Regions from separate parts of the Zea mays genome. Here region 1 is linked to region 2. The links are chromatin contacts, called in public Hi-C maps. All regions are on one chromosome and are shown on one strand. The core of a region is the stretch at or near the end of the contact, and the rest is flanking DNA. Distances in the headings are between cores, read along the strand shown. Region 1 holds the start of LOC103654819 (peptidyl-prolyl cis-trans isomerase CYP95). Region 2 holds the start of LOC103654816 (ABC transporter G family member 39).

What was found. Hi-C and Micro-C count contacts between places; a contact is called where the count stands out from the background.
Region 1: a contact with region 2 is called in a Hi-C map of tassel, with 2.3 times the contacts expected there. The contact joins the promoter of LOC103654819 here to the promoter of LOC103654816 in region 2. A contact is called at or near these places in 3 of 25 Hi-C or Micro-C datasets (bundle sheath, endosperm and tassel).

The regions. Positions count from the first base shown.
Region 1 is chr4:240,219,925-240,222,782 of Zm-B73-REFERENCE-NAM-5.0, reverse strand. LOC103654819 (peptidyl-prolyl cis-trans isomerase CYP95) reads left to right here and starts at 1,599. Exons shown (of 14, transcript XM_035967552.1): 1 at 1,599-1,987.
Region 2 is chr4:239,883,301-239,886,000 of Zm-B73-REFERENCE-NAM-5.0, reverse strand. It overlaps LOC103654816 (ABC transporter G family member 39), which reads left to right and starts at 1,277. Exons shown (of 23, transcript XM_008681639.3): 1 at 1,277-1,952; 2 at 2,063-2,183; 3 at 2,293-2,381; 4 at 2,460-2,544; 5 at 2,669-2,700. The coding sequence starts at 1,618. It overlaps LOC103654815 (a long non-coding RNA gene), which reads right to left. Exons shown (of 3, transcript XR_566350.3): 1 at 2,690-2,700; 2 at 2,441-2,588; 3 at 2,057-2,346. It also overlaps a transcript of LOC100276452 not described here.

The DNA of each region.
Region 1 (2,858 bases), core at 350-2,849, 340 kb before region 2:
CTCCCCTCGGTTCGCTCAACCCCCCTTTTGGCTCCGTCTCGCCCAGCCACCAAGGTCGGTGCTCGAGGTTACTCAGGGGCGGGTCCTTCTAGGGCGGACTCTCCCTCCATTCGCCTTCTGATTCGCGTCCCTATGGCTCAGGGATTTGATCCCCGATAGACCAGTTGGAGCCATTTTTTGTTACTATTCCCCTAAATCAAAATATAGGATGTATTTTAGGTAACTAATGCAGATGCTCTAAGCTATGGCCAGCATATCATGTATATGACCTTATAAAGGGCCCCTTTGGCATGGCTCCTTGGGCGGCTCCAGCTCGGGCTCATCGTGAAGCCCTACCAAACGGTCATAAAACGACTTCTTGTCGAGAGCCCTCGAGGAGCTAGAGTCGTTTTCGTGTTGGGAGCCGAAGCACAAAAAATGTGGTTTCTATCGGCTCCTCATTCATTTCCCTAATACATCATTCGAAAGAAACACAAGAGAAACTGTTTAGCCAAACGAATTACAAAACAACTCTAGCTCCTCCTGAGAAGCCAAAGAGCTAGAGGACCTAAAGTTGAAACTCTTTTCAGAGGAACCGGAGCCCTGCCAAAAGGGGACAAAATACCGCTTTGTACCATGTTTCAAATGAAGTTGCTAGAGCTTGAACCGCATCTCCCATCCTGGATTCGGCCAGATCCTCTGTTGTAATGTCCGACCGCTGCTAGGTGGGGCCTGGCCGTGGCCGGCCCACGCGTCAGCCAGTCGGCGGCGACTACAGGGCTGATTGGTTGCCTAGACGTGCCCAGGCTCACTTCATGCATTAATCTACGAGAGGGTGATTAGTTGCCTATGCTACGAGTAGAGATGGCAATAGATAAATACCTACTGGGTATTACTATCCCACACTCATATCCGCGACAAAAAGTAACCTCGTTGGGTCACCTATATCCAATGGTAGGTATGGATTTACTCTCATACCCATACCCATGTGATTATAGATCACCCGTTGGGTCACCTGTACCTATAAAGATTAAACATATATCAAAATAATACATCATACAAACGTCAAGTATATCAATCTAAATGCCATTACAAAATTTCGAGCACCATTCAATCATCCATTCAACACTCTATTCAACACACACCATATATAATTGGATAAAGTAGCAACACTAAGATAATACCACATAACACATTACATGTTTCATTACATGGTTATCAAATAGCTGTTAAGCCTTCTATTACATCATCACAAAAAAGTTTGTTAAATAGTTAAAATATATGGATTATCGAGGCCTAAGTTTACACTTTTATATTGGGTATTTTATACCCATGTGTTAACAGGTATAGATGAGGCCGAAGCGTTCTAATATTTTTACGTACTGAGTGAAGTTTTTGTCTAATAAAAAACTCATAAATAGAATATTTAGACCATATACGTATGGATAAATAATCACGAGTCACCGGATCTGGTAACTATTGCCATATTTAGCTGTGAGAAACCGATCTACCTGCAGGTAGGCACTTTTCCACCGCTCTGCCTCACTGCCTGCATGCAAGGCGGGCGGGACCTTCGCCGTCCGTCCAACCGGCCCGAGCCCAGCGCCAGAGAGCACGCGTACCAATCACACCCTACGCCGTCGGCCGAGGATCCGGACCCGGACCCGGACTCCATGTCGCCTGACCACACTGTCACCACCATGAGGGCCCACATGCAGTGCATCCAGGACTAGCATTCAACGCTCCACGTGTCGGGGACAGAACTGTAATTGGCCCTGTCGCAGGGCTCTCAGGGAGCCAGGCTGCCAGGGTACTTGGCCGCTGCGCTCCTCCACTCCCCTATTCCCCACATCACTCCGCTTTTGCGGCCGCTTGTGGCGGTGCCTTCCACGGGGCTGCGGCTGCGCTCCGCCGGAGCGAGCAAATATCCTTGCCCCCACGAGACCCTCGCACAGTCGCACCTCTCCGACGTGACCGGCGCCGTAGAACCACCGGGTCTTCCCTTGTGGTTCGTGCTCTCCCTCTCTACCCGGGTCCCGGGCTGCTCCCCTCTACTTCGCAATCGCTGGATCGCACGCCAAGGGCCTGGCTTGCGCGTTTCGATCTGCATGGCCAGAGTGTTTCATGCGCGTTTGGGCTCTCTGATGTTTGGATGGGGAGGAGGTTCCAGGGTTTGGGGTTGAGTTCGCGATAGGGTTTTGGGGGGTTTGTAGGGATTTTCAGGGTTTGCGGTGTTGTGCACGGATCCTGATCTGGGGCCAGGATTGTTTGTCTAGATTCCTGCCGTTGCACCAGGATGTCTCTCTGCGTGATTACTGGTTACTCAAGTTAGTGTTGGCTGGCACCGTGCGATGTAGGCTGCAGCGCTGTCGGAGTCAGTAGGGGGGGGGGGGGGGGGGGGCTGGCGCATGCTGAACGGATGCCCCCATGATTATTTTTTCATTGACTTCAGTGCATGCTTTAATATTTATTTCATGGATTAACTGATTTGAGCCCCATATAATCATATAATTCTAGCTCCATCACTGGCAGTGGAACAGATGTACGAAACTTGAACAGGCGTAATGATATACTATTATTAACTAGCAAACATGTTCGTGCTTTGCAATGGAACACACTTTGGAACTGGACTGTATGCTCACTTTTCTAATTCGTATGAGCAGAGGTCGTGAGTTTTAGGTCACGGACGGGATATTAAACCAATTATGACTCTAGTCGTACTACTCTTAAAATTGGTGAGAACTGTGCTTGGGGGAGTGTAGGGACAGACTGACCAAGAGAGAGAGAGAGAGAGAGAGACTAAGAGAGAGTGATGGATCAAAATTTGGAGGAAGAAATTTCCACTCTTTAATTTTATAATAATATATAAATATATAAGT
Region 2 (2,700 bases), core at 28-2,527:
TTTATTAGCCGGCCTGACTATTGCTGATACGGTATGATCTGCCCTAATATCAGAGCTGTTCAGTTAGGCAGGTTTGACTTGAGAAACGTTCGTGTTCTGTTTGTCAATCACATATATCATGCTGGCTTGTTGATGCCTGAGCTTGACGCCGTCAATGATAAACCCGAAGGTAGTTGCCGAGCCTGAAGAGGCAAATACAGTCAAAAGAGTACAAAACCTTTTGTCTGGACAAGTTGGCGCTATTGTGACTGTAATTTAGAAGCGCCCGCCGCTCCACCGCCCGTATCCCCGGCCGCCGAACCGTCACGCGGGGCTCGCCACACCGGATGACCCGATTCATTTGGTTCAAATGTTTTTTCATAATTTATTAGAATTCTAAATTATTTTTAGTTTAAAAATAAAAAAATAGAGTCAAATTCTAATCTGATTCTTACATTTATCACGGTCATCATATGACCCCTTCCCCTCTCACTCTCTCAACAAATGGTGTGCAAGCTTCCACTCAAAGGATTAGTTTGAAAACCACAAAACTAAAGAGAATTAAAAGGCTAAATTTTCTTTCTTATTTAATTAGCCACTCAAATTCATTTCAGTATTTTAGCTTCTAAACAGTGCTGCTCTACTCTGCTGCGCTGTACGCCTGTACCGAACCGGTCAGACCTGGAAGAGAGGAGACTCCACGTAAAGCAGAGCAGGCCATCTCTGACCTGTAGCTGCCGCCTGCCACAATTGTCGGCGCAAGCCCATCTTGACCGCTTCTCACTCGGACGCTCCTGACGTAGGTCTGTGCTATCTTGACTTAGGGCCAATAGTAAAGTTAGCTGCCTAGCTATTAACTAGTAGTTGATTTTTAGCTAGATTAAACCTGCTAATAAACTAAAGAATAATTGAGAGTACAATTAATAGTTAGCTAAACTATTAGCTAATGATGTTCGGATGTCTCTATCTAGAAACTAATAGCCGCACCATTAACTGTGTTGTCTAGATGTCTTCGGTTAATTTTAGTAGCTTTAGTACATGTAAACAGGACCTTACTTGACCCACGAGTGGAATTGGTTGTGAAAGGATCAAACGCGGGTGGGTGATTAACGTTAGTTACCCTACACACTTTCTTTATCCTGGACGTGACGGCGACGGTTCGTCCCGACCGGTGGTGGAGCAAGCAACGCCAAGTGGGCCGGTCAAGCCGCACACAGCGGAGCCCGTTCAACCGGTCAAACTATTTACGCTGGACTCAAGTGACGATAAAACTAGTAGTACAACGGCCGAGTTTCCCGCGAATCAAGTGACCGACGCGCCCGCCACCTCCCCCACGCACTAATCACCTTCCCCGACGAGCATTAGCACGCGCAGGTATTTATACCTCGTCGCCACCTCCTCCTCATTCATCAGACACTACGAACATCTCTCCCTCTCCCTTCCTCTTCTTCACGGAGAGCAGCAAGCTACACGCCTAGAGCTACAGGCCTACAGCAAAAAGACAAAGAACACAGAGTCAAGCACTCAAGCTCAAGCAGGGAGAAGTGTTCGTCAGGAAAGACAAAAAAACGGAGGGGGTTTGCATCGCCGGCGGGAAAGAAAAAAAAAACCGAACCGAGGCCCTGAGGGCGCGCGAGGATGGACTTAGTGCAGATGGGGAGCATCGCCGGCGGGAGCATGCGGCGGACGGCGTCGTCGTGGCGGGCGTCCGGGCGGAGCGACGCGTTCGGCCGGTCCGTGCGGGAGGAGGACGACGAGGAGGCGCTGCGCTGGGCGGCCATCGAGAAGCTGCCCACCTACGACCGCATGCGCAAGGGCATCCTCACGGGGAACGCGGCCGGCGCCGGCGTCGAGGAGGTGGACATCCAGGGGCTCGGCATGCAGGAGCGCAAGAACCTCATCGAGCGCCTCGTGCGCACCGCCGAGGAGGACAACGAGCGCTTCCTGCTCAAGCTCCGCGACCGCATGGAGCTGTGAGTAAAAGAAAGAAAAAAAAAGTTCAGCTCTTATTTGAATCCCCTTGGTCACCACCGGTGAGGTGAAGAGAAATTCTGAAAGCGATTGTAAATTGACCTGCCTGCAGGGTTGGGATCGATAATCCGACGATAGAGGTGCGTTTTGAGAACCTGAACATCGACGCCGAGGCCTACGTCGGCAACCGAGGTGTCCCCACGATGACCAACTTCTTCTCCAACAAAGTCATGGTATGCATGTGCATCTCCTCTGCAGCAGCGGGCACCTCCATGCTTCTTAGGCAGCCACGGAGAAGAAATTCCTTCGGCTACTAACTCTTGTGAGCTGCTACCATCATAGGATGTACTAAGTGCTATGCACATCGTCTCTAGCGGGAAGAGGCCTGTCTCCATCCTTCACGATATCAGTGGGGTCATAAGACCCGGCAGGTAAGAAGCCAAAGAATTTTAAAGTGCAAGGTTTTCAGTTTTTCTGTAGTTGTACTTACTAACTGGCACTTCTTTCAGAATGTCCTTGCTGCTTGGCCCTCCTGGATCCGGGAAAACAAGTCTACTTCTGGCTTTGTCAGGGAAACTTGACTCCAATCTGAAGGTATCACATCTTGCGATAATTTCTTGATTGTGAACTTCTGAATTCTAGGGAAAAAGGGTATATATTGGGAGAAAGTTAGCTGTAAACTGTACTGAATAGGTGAACTTGCAATGGTAATTTTCAGGTGTCAGGAAGAGTAACTTACAATGGTCATGA